Regions from separate parts of the Callithrix jacchus genome. Here region 1 is linked to region 2. A link is a contact called in public Hi-C data. All regions are on one chromosome and are shown on one strand. Each heading gives the region's core, a stretch centred on a gene start, on an enhancer-like site or on the middle of the called end of the contact. The rest is flanking DNA. Distances are from core to core; before and after follow the strand shown.

Region 1 (5,334 bases), core at 1,462-3,961, 280 kb after region 2:
GGCCCATTTCTTAGGATTCAGTCCTGGTTGCAACCACTTTTTAGTAGGGAGTTGGTTCTCAACTGTGAGGGCACACCAGATCACCTGGGATTACCAGAAAACATGGATGTCAGATTCTGATCTCCTGGGTGTGGGGTGTGGCCTGGGCAGAGCTGAATCTGGGGGGATCCCAATGCACAGCCGGGGTCACAGACCACCAGCTCTGAGGGCAGTGGCACTAGTCCGTCACAGATGAGGGCCTGAGGCCTTGAGAGGCTGTGTAACTTTCTCAAGATCACAGAGAGGAAGTACAGGAGCAGGCGATGCCCTCACCCCACAGGGTGGCTGGGCATAGGGCCTTCAGGAAAAGGGCCATTCTGGCTGTTCTCTCCCTTCCCTGGCACTGTCCCCTGCATGCAGTGGCTGCTCAAGATCAGGGATGGAGGAACCCTGGAGATGCTGGGAAGGTGGAGCATCCAGAGAGGATGAGGGGTTTGGGCCCCACCCCTCACCAGTTGGGTCTCTTAGTGGGAAGAAGTATGGGTGCCCAGCCCTTCTCAGAGTCGAGGCATGAGGTGCCAGGGTTCCTGAGGGGCTGGCAAGGGGAGAGGGGCCTGCTGGCGTCAAGAGACACCCTGGTTTGGGGAAGTCCCGTGAACAAGTCAGCGTGTGCAGCTGCTGGGGGTCGGCTGCAGGAGGCCCTCTCCTTCCTGCTGCCTGTTTTGGTGGCTGAAACCTTAGACTGATCCAGGAGCCAGACAGGCGGGCAGACAAGCACATTCTTTTCGGGGGAGGCCTCCTCCTCCTCTTCTCACTAGGAGCAGGGAGGAGGGGAGGACAGGGCCTGCCCAGGCCTGACCCCAGACTGGCTTTCGGGATGTGGGGCCAAACAGTGCTCCCTGGGGACTTGGGGCTGGGGAAGGAAAGCCCCAAAGGCTAGAGTCTGTGGTTTGGAGTCCTGCGACTCTGCAAGCTGAAGCCACCAGGCAGGAGGGGGTGGAAGGGGGCTGGTTCAAGAAGGCCTAAGCCTCTGGGTTTTTGGCTCCAGCACCGGCTATGGGTACTTCTGCTCTGTTTCTGGGCAAATCCCTGCCTGCCCAGCCCATTTCCCAGTGAATGCCCCCAGCCCTGGCACCCTCGATGTGGAGGGGATTAGAGCCTGAGCCTGGAAAAAGGCCACGTTCAGTTTCCAATCAACATCAACTTAGCTGTGTTTCCCGAAATGAAGCGGAAGGTGGCTCTGATGCATGCACGGGCTCACTCCCGACAGAACTTCTGCAGAACTGGTCAACTTCTTTTAACAAATATGCTCTTGGCAACCTCCCACAGGAACAGGGCTGGACACAGGCCCACAACACAGGAAGTGGGGAGGCAGCTTCCTTCCACGGCCTCGCCATGCCCTGAAGACTGACAGCCTTGACCCAGGTCTGTCTTGGGCCCTCAATTCTTTTCCCTGAAGTGGCGAGGGATCTTAGGCGCCATCCTGGCTGCCGAGTCACCTCTGGGGCAGCTGTGCCTTTCAGGGAGGTGGGATGGCCCACTGGAATTCAAATCCTAAATCCTGGACATCTTAGCTTGAAAGCAAGTTCCTGAGCATCTCTATACCTCAGTTTCTTCCTCTGCAAAATGGAGATACTACCAGCAGCATGTCAGGAGTGTGGTCAGGATTAAAGGAGACAGAAGCTTGCCGGGCACATGGGTGGTGAGGGCGTGGCGCTGGCTGCTGGGCTCAGCTTTCTCAGCACCCTGCGGGCAGGCAGTGGCTGCATCCACTTCCTCCAGGTGCTTTCTCTGTTGATGGCACCCAAGGGACTCTCCTGGGGGCCTGCCTTGTTCAAGGAACTATGCCCTCTCTAGACCACAGGTGGACTTCCCACGGCCCTACTGAGGCACTGCAAGAAACTTAGGCCCTAACCTAAGCACCCTCATCATTGGCCCAGAGCAACAAAGGAGTGCATTCAGGACCTGGAGATAAGAGCCGGCTGGTGGGGGTGTGGGATGACCTGGAAGGGTGGTGAATAGTTATATGAGCATCTGCAGGGTTGCTGATTAGAGCCCCAATAGCAGCCATTGAGTGGGGCTCTGAGTTGGGCACAGTTCTAGGCACCTCACAGGTATTTACATGCTTACTCCTCATGTCACCCTTGAAGTAAAAAGCATTATTTATTTATTTATTTATTCATTTATTTTGAGACGGAGTTTCGCTCTTGTTACCCAGGCTGGAGTGCAATGGCACGATCTTGGCTCACCGCAACCTCCGCCTCCTGGGTTCAGCCAATTCTCCTGCCTCAGCCTCCTGAGTAGCTAGGATTACAGGCACACGCCATCATGCCCAGCTAATTTTTTTTTTTTTGTATTTTTAGTAGAGACGGGGTTTCACCATGTTGACCAGGATGGTCTCAATCTCTTGACCTCGTGATCCACCCGCCTCAGCCTCCCAAAGTGCTGGGATTACAGGCTTGAGCCACCGTGCCCGGCCGAAAGCATTATTATGCCTGTGTTACAGATGAGGAAACTTAGTTTCCTTAGTTTCTTCGAGATAAGGAACTACGTTTCCTCATCTGTAACACAGGCATAATAAAATAATGCTTATTTACACTTCTGAAGTGTACAGAAAGTCAAACTCCAAATCAACAGTGCTGGCATCTGCCCAACTAGGAAACCGGGCAAAAGAACTGCTGTCAAGGGGACTGAAGAGGCAGCGGGAGGGTGCTGAGTCAAGGTGGCAGGGGACAGCTCGAGCACCAGGCCAAGTTCTCTGCTGAGGGGCCCCAGATCTGAGTTTCAAGTTACTCAACTCCAATGGTGGAGTATGCTGGTCGGCCTCTCCTAGCATTTTCTGACTGGAGTGGACACTCCTGAAGCCCCATTTGTATATGTCTGTGGAGCTTTTCCCACTCCGTCTGCAAATCCTTGCTAAAGACAGTAACACATGTTACTCAAGACCCTCAATTTCAAGGGATGTAAATCCAACTGGAATGACCAGCTTAAGCAAAAAGGGAAGTGTGTTAGAATACTGGGGTGTGGCGACATCTGAGGAAGGGCTTTCCCGACAACAGGAACCCGGAGCTCATGCTGCCAGAAACCTCTCTCACGTCTCCACTTCTTTCCTGTCACAGGCCGGCTTCCCCCAGGGCAGAAAATGGCTTCTGAGAGATCTGGGCCTGGCATCCCGTGATTCCCACCACCATAGAGGAACTCCCCAGGAGTGACTCGGACTGGGGTAGCTTGGGCCAGGTGCCTGCCCTGGCTAGGAAGACTGAGGGCACCTGGTACGCAGCCCACTCCAGGCGCCCCTCCCTGGACCCGTGTGCCCAATATGCCATGTGCTGGAGCCTGGCAGAGGAGGGAGAAGGGAGTGGAGTGACCCCAGCAGAGCACCAGCCCACTTTCCCACACTGCAGTGTGGTAGATTCCTGGCCTCTTACTGGTCCTGCTGCCAGATGCCGCAGTCAAGAAGGCACTGTTCTCCAGTTCACTTAGGCAGACATTTATTGAGCACCTATCAAGTGCAAGGCTCTGTGCTAGGCGCCGTGGGAAATACGGAGAACACAGGCGGTCCTTGCCCGCGAGGAGCTCACAGTCTAGAAAGGGCGGCAAGACACAATACATGATCAGCGGCTGTGGCACCAGCCAGGGCAAGTGCCCAAAGCAAGACACAAAGTGCTGTGCGGTCACAGAACACCATGGGGCTGCTTCTGGCAGAAGCATTGGACAAGGGGACGAGGAGGACTCAGGCCAGGCCTTTCAGGAGGGAAGTCATTTGGGAGAAAGGCATTTCTAGTGGAGAGAAGTCCAACTGCAGAGCCTAAAGGTCATGGGAAACGTGTGGCCACAGGGAGCGTTTGGGTGGGGCTAAGTGGACAATCAAATATGGCCGGGAGGTGGACAGCCATGGACATTAAGCTCAGGGGCTATGAACTTGGTGCTCTGGTTATCTGCCATTGCAGATCACTTTGCAGAAGTGTTTCTGGAAGGTCAATCTGGCTACACTGCAGTGTCTGGACGGTAGAGGGCAGCGCTACAAGGGGCTGGCCAGTCAGGGCTCACTGCCCCTGGGTGTCAGCATGAGGGCAGAGCAGGGAACCTCATGGAGGGTGGGTGTGGAAGGAGGGAGGGTCCCTGTGCAGGCTGTGGTTCTCGGGAGCCTGAGGATGCCAAGGGGCTTCCCAGTGGAATGGGAAGTACACTCCTGAAGGGCAGGGCCGGAGGTCACTGCAGAGAGGGGACAGTGGGGAGAGGGACAGTGTGGCCCTAAGGATGAGTGAAGTTTCTCAACATGTGGTCCAGGGATCATCTGCACGGGAACTGCCCAGGGAACACACTCAATTGCAGATTCCCGGGCCTTCCTCCATAACCACCGGGCAAGCATTTGCCGGGTTGTGCCCGGTAACCTGCATTCTTAACACCAGCTGGCCTCTCCACCAGGACCCCCTCTGCAAACCACCTGCTGAGGAAGAACAGGGTGTTAAGGACTGGCCTTTCGGCAAAAAGAGTAAGAGAGGTCTGGGAGAGAAGTGGTGGGAAGCGGGGACAGTCTGGTCAACAGCAGCACGCGCTGGGGCTGTGACATATACCAAGACAGCTCCAGCGCGGCCTTGCAGCCAGGCACTGGGCTGTCCCCAGGGGCCGCTCTCAGTCCGCTTTCACTTGGTGGTCAAAAGCCACGTTTGCAAACTGAGTTGGAGAGTGAGAGATGAGGGGAAGCACTAGCAAGGAATGGAGAGGATTATTCCGGCAATCAGGCTGTTTCAATCTAAAACATGTGAGATGTGTGGCAATGCTGGGGGGATGGCGGGGAGAAGAGGGTTTCTGTGTGTAGATCTGAGTCTTCCCTCACATCCCACCATGTTACAACAAGCCTGCATGGGCATGAGGCCAGCTGTCCCCTCACTACTTTTGAAAGCCACCCAGGCCTGAGTCCCAGCCACACAGCCAAGCCTGCCTAGCAATGCTGACCTGCTGTCCAGGATGGCCCAGACACTTTCTGTCTCCTGACTGCAGCCTACAGGGGCTCAGACTGCTTGCAGAAAAGACAGACAAGAGACAGCGGCCTGGAGCTTAGGGAGGAATGTAGGCCTGGGAATTACCCGCCCCCCTAGGACAACCTCTCTGAGCATCAGACATCCTGACTGTTGAATCAGGGTGAGTGACATCTTTGCCTTGTCAACTACTTTCTGTGGATGCCACGAAGCAGGAGAGCCTGAGCAGTGGACAGGGATGCAGCGGACGGCCCCGCTGCAGGAGGTAGACAGGCTACAGACACTTACACAGCAGCCACACTGAGGCTAGTACTGGAGGAGGCTGAGAACCAGTCATGAGTGTTTTTTAATGGTTTGATAATTTGGGTTTTTA
Region 2 (5,245 bases), core at 1,256-3,755:
ATTTTTTAGGGTTAAATGATAATGAGGTGGGAGATGGGGAAGAAAAAGAAAGGCTTGCCTTACATTTAATCTTAAACTTGGAAAATAATAGTGATCTGACTAAACATTAGTTCATTTTTGTCTGTATTATTTTGAGTAGCTTAACGGAAGAATAATGTTTATGTTCCCTATTAACTCACTCAGTTTTTCAGTCTTCTCAACATTTCTCATTCGGGTTTATCTCCATTGTGATTTTTATGTCCACTTTATAAGCCACAAAATACCCGTTCCCTTCTATAAGTTTCTACAACTTAAATTTTTATATTTAAATATTATATTTAAATAATTTGTATCAATTCACACAAATTTTATATAAAGTAACTTCTTTTAGGATTAAGTTTTATGAATCATGTTTGCATAATTGTTTTTCATTTGTTGTTCTTTGGTAAACAGAATATATTATTGATCATAATATTTCTAGGAGTTAATTGATATTAAACAGCTGGTAAAGTATATCTAGGAGTTAAATATCCTAGAAATACTTTACCAGCTATTTATTTAGATAATAAAATTATGTTATCGTGAGAAATACTTGGCTCATTTGCAAACAAGATGAGAAGGAAAATGAACTTGTGATTGCCACATTGAGACATTTTCCTATGGAACCTGAAATGGTAAAGTTATAAATAAACTATTTTATTATTAGTTTCTACAAGGGAAAAATAACTGAAGCAGCTAGCTTCTCATATATTTTTTAGCATAGTATACCAGATACTTGGCTCATTTGCAAACAAGATGAGAAGGAAAATGAACTTGTGATTGCCACATTGAGACATTTTCCTATGGAACCTGAAATGGTAAAGTTATAAATAAACTATTTTATTATTAGTTTCTACAAGGGAAAAATAACTGAAGCAGCTAGCTTCTCATATATTTTTTAGCATAGTATACCAGATATTATGGTTTGCCCACTATTCTTCTTTCAGCTTGTATTTGCATGTAGCTCTTCTTTGCTTCTCTAAAACTTAGGTTTATTTTAAGTCCTCAACCCACGGCTTCCTCTGTTAGTATAAATGCAGTCAGTCATGATTTTACTCTTCTCTAAACTGACCACCTATTGTGCTCCTTTATAGAATATGGGCCTCTGGCATTTCTACCATACAGCTGTAGAGATGAAACATGAATACGTTTATAAAAAGTACAAGCTTTCTCAGGCAGGGGATTTATTGTATATCTTCTTTATATACCACATGGTGCTTATTTAACATGGTGCTAAACATGGTGAGTGCTCGATAGGTGTTTTGTAATTCATATAATATTATCACATAAAATTTTGGAAGTTATGCAATCCTTTCGATGATTACACTTATCCAAATTAGTCTATAAAAAGATTTAGGAATGACTGCTAGAAGAAGAAGAATTGCATTTGTTTAGACATGCTATTATACATTAATATCCCAGTTTCTTAAAGACACTTTTTCTTTTTGAGATCATTAAGATCATTTTTAAACTGATTACATTTTCCTGTTTGAGATGCACATGCGCGCGTGCACGCACACACACACACACACACACACCCTCACTTGGTAGAAATGTGAAAAATAAAAAGAAAAAAAATTCTCATGTTTTTCTACCATACAAAGGTAATCACTGTCAGTATTTCATTTTGTTCTGCCAGACTTACTAGATTTTAAGTAACAGAATTATAATCCTGTCATTTTCACCTAATATTATAACACTTAAACTCTTTTATATTCCAGATTCTTTATAAATTTTATTTTAATGGTTTGCATTATAGCCTGTGGAAGCCCTTTAATTGACTAGGTAGAAAAAGTGGATGGTGAAATGACGATGTTTTTCTCTGTTGCCTGCTATAAAAGTCATTTGTAAAAGTTGCTTCCATGAGGCAGAAATGGAAGTGGGACTGAAATTCAGGTGTACTGATTTCTGCTCTTGTACTTTTTCCAGGAAGCCAGAAGTAGACTTTAAGTAGCTGTTGCTAATAACCATGAGCATCACTGGAAAGCTCACTGTGTGCCAGGCACTGTGCTGTGTGCTTTGCCTGTGTTCTCTCATGATCCTTATGTTAATATAACCCACCAGGTTGGCACTGTTATCCCTATCTTATAGTTAAGGAAACAGAGGCTTAGGTCAAGTAATTTGTCCACAATAGTATTCAGAAGCTTGTGCTATATAACCTTAAGAGTTACATAGTCAAACCTGAAAAGCTGCTTTGAGTGCTGGTATGATGGTGGGGAACAGCCTTACAGCTCTATATCTAGCCTCTACTCTGTGGTAAAATCCCATCTGTGTCATAAAAGTACCCACTGGCTCTTTAGAGGAGGCTATCATACCTATGAATAAAAACTAGGTCATAAGTAAGCATCAGATGAATTATGGGGCCAGTAAATGCTGTAGGCATTGCATTATTAGAGCAATTACTTTTTGAGAGGTGGTCAGAAAAAGTCTCTTAGAATTGTTGGGATTTATATAGGCAGGAAAAGAGGTATTAAGGGCAGGAAGACACCATATTAACAAAGGTAAAAATGTTTAAATGGCGTAATAGGATCTTGATTGTGGATGAAGCAAGAAAGTAATGGCAGCAAGTTGGGAAGACGAATGGGGGCTGGATTGTGAAAAGCCTCAAACTCCAGACAAAGGAATTTGAACTTTATTCTGTAGGCTCTGGGAAGCAATAGAAAGTGTAAGAGGAATTGCTTGTATACAGTGTGACTAGAATCCAGGATTCCACTTTTTTTTAGAAAGGGTACCTGCCTAGAATATTATTTTCTCTGTGACTTTAGATGTAGAATTGTCAGTACCAGTTTTTGAGATTTACTCATCAAAAAAGGAAAGGCAAATAAATAACTGCCGCAAAAAATGAACCATTAGAGGCTTTGAGATTCTTTTAAAAATTCCCTTCCCTACCTCTCTTAAAAATCACAGTAATGGCAAATCTGTAAGTTCTCTATAAAAATAATTTGATAGACTTTATCAATTCTGAGTCTTGTCTTTCCTGTACCTGATTCTGAAATCTTGAATGTGCTAATTACTTATATTAACAGGATAATGTTTATTGTATTTGGTTCCCATGCCTTGGTCAGTTTTCCCTGATGAAAGGCATTCCCATGATGTTTTTAAGGCTTGCTTGTCTTTTCAAAGATCACTCTTATTTACTCTGTCCTACTTTATACCAGTCATGTGGCAGAATTGAGGCCTGCTCTGTGAATCGGCTTTGTGCAGATCATGAGATAACTGCGGCTGTTCCACTAATCATTGATTATTTTCTCCTAGGCAGTCAGGCTTTTATGCCTTTTCAGAAACAGCATTTGCTTTGCACAACATAGACATCAAGGTTGTAATTAAAATTAGTAAATTGCTGCTTTGAGTTTTGCTGTCTCTGTAAAAAAGGCACCTGTTTTGGTTTGATACACATGTATGTTTTTATTTCATGCCACACTCTATATCTGTCATAATTATGTGGGTGATTCTTGTCCAAATATGAAAAAGCCGCCTCTCACATTTTAACACTCAACAAAATATATGGCTGGCTGAACATAGTTAATGTCAATCAGTGCATATGCGATTAATACAGTTTTGTTCAAAAGGCCAGAATAATGGAATTCTGTTGTAAATACTATTGACCCCAGATCCTCTTACTGTAATTAACAGATTATTACCTCTGAAAATAAAAGATACTCAAGTTTTTCTTTGTTTGTTTGTTTGTTTTTGGTCTACATTCTGAGTGACTCTTTGAACTGATTTAAATCTCCTTCATGAAGATGATGATGTTTTAGCTGGCCTTGGGGCAGCCATTTCAGTGTGTATAAAGGTGGTTGTGTTGGGTAGGGGGATGTTCTGAAAAATCATGGAAACCATGGAATTCATAGGGTACTTCAGACATTTTGGAATCCTGAAGAGTAAGAACCGTAACTGGTAATTCAAGTGTTGTATTTCATGGGCAACTTGCAGCCAGAATTAGTAGAAGATTAGAATTGAATGTAATAACTTTCAGTCTATCATAGTGCCTTTTAAATACATAGTACTTCTTTGCTATATTATTGTGATGGCTGAATGGTCTTTTCACATTCCTATGTTTTTATTTCTAAATGGTGTCCCTCCTGCCTCCTGACATCTCACACTGTGAATGTGCCTCTTGCTTACTGTAGGCGCACCTATGTTGGCAGCATGCCTGGGCGCATCATCAACGGCTTGAAGACTGTGGGAGTGAACAACCCGGTGTTCCTATTAGATGAGGTTGACAAACTGGGAAAAAGTCTACAAGGTGATCCTGCAGCAGCTCTGCTTGAGGTAAGATTCGGAAAATTCCCTGTCTTCATACTGGAAGACTATGGAGAAGAGTTGATCATTATATTCAGGTGATATACACAGTGGTGTAGCTTTAGTTATGGGAAAAATAGTTGGATACTGGCTGAGGGCTGAGCAATTTGGCATTTAAATTAAAATGTTTTTAAGATTTCTTTCACTAAGTCCCCTCGTTTCTTTTTTTCTTTTCCTTTTCTATTTTAATCAAATAGTTTAACAAAATTTTGTGCACACTTATTATCTGGAGACCTACATAGTTATGACAAAAAACAGCAAGGAAATCTCCTTCTCCCTGGGGTCCCCCATGTGCTCGTCTGCACTTGACCTCTTTAGCTTTTAGTTGATTAATCCCATTTTCAAAATAGCATGGCTTTCTTGCACTTCTTGATATTTTTGTTTTAGTTTTTGTCATTTTTCTATAGACCACCCCCAACAGGAGATGAAGATTTTTACCATTTTCCTTCCCTTTGTCCCCACTGTATCATTTTTATACCCCAGATCTCTCAAAATGAACTTTATCTTATTTCTGTTCCATCCATATTAATATTTACATTATTGTGATTATGTAAATGCTTTTCACGTTAGGAACCACATGGTAAACTATGATCATTTTTTCTGTTCCTGTTTTTGTTTTTCTCTGCATGTCTTAAAAATCTTTTTAGATTCAATTGTCTTGTTTCTTTTGTTTACTTTTTCAACAGTCGTCTGATTCTGTCAAGACATTTAGACGCTTTAGGTGTTCTATCCATTTTGTCTTCTTAAGCTTCCGGTCTGAACTAGTTGTTTTTGACATCCAGTTTTATGGCTGCCTTCCTAGGTTCTCCTTCACCTCTCACTATATTGGATTTCCCATCTCCTGTATTCCATTTTCTTGCTCTTTCTTGGTCCATTCTCTCATTTTTGTGGTGTTAATTCCCTCATAGTTTCCTGAGGAAGCTTG

Evidence for each region. Hi-C and Micro-C count contacts between places; a contact is called where the count stands out from the background.
Region 1: a Hi-C map of skeletal muscle shows a contact between it and region 2, with 3 times the contacts expected there. The contact joins two enhancer-like sites. A contact is called at or near these places in 2 of 3 Hi-C or Micro-C datasets (both in skeletal muscle).

What each region holds. Positions count from the first base shown.
Region 1 is chr20:6,248,695-6,254,028 of calJac240_pri, forward strand. N4BP1 (NEDD4 binding protein 1) reads right to left here. Exons shown (of 7, transcript XM_002760925.6): 7 at 3,454-5,334. Among named protein-coding and RNA genes, the nearest start is that of N4BP1, 77 kb to the right of the region's middle. Within about 2 kb of position 2,712, at least 7 of the 16 cell types and tissues checked have an H3K27ac peak or open chromatin away from gene starts, as enhancers often do. A contact at or near this core is called in skeletal muscle, where this site is marked.
Region 2 is chr20:5,965,131-5,970,375 of calJac240_pri, forward strand. It overlaps LONP2 (lon peptidase 2, peroxisomal), which reads left to right. Exons shown (of 18, transcript XM_035281945.3): 8 at 4,149-4,290. Among named protein-coding and RNA genes, the nearest start is that of ABCC11, 32 kb to the left of the region's middle. Within about 2 kb of position 2,506, at least 3 of the 16 cell types and tissues checked have an H3K27ac peak or open chromatin away from gene starts, as enhancers often do. A contact at or near this core is called in skeletal muscle, where this site is marked.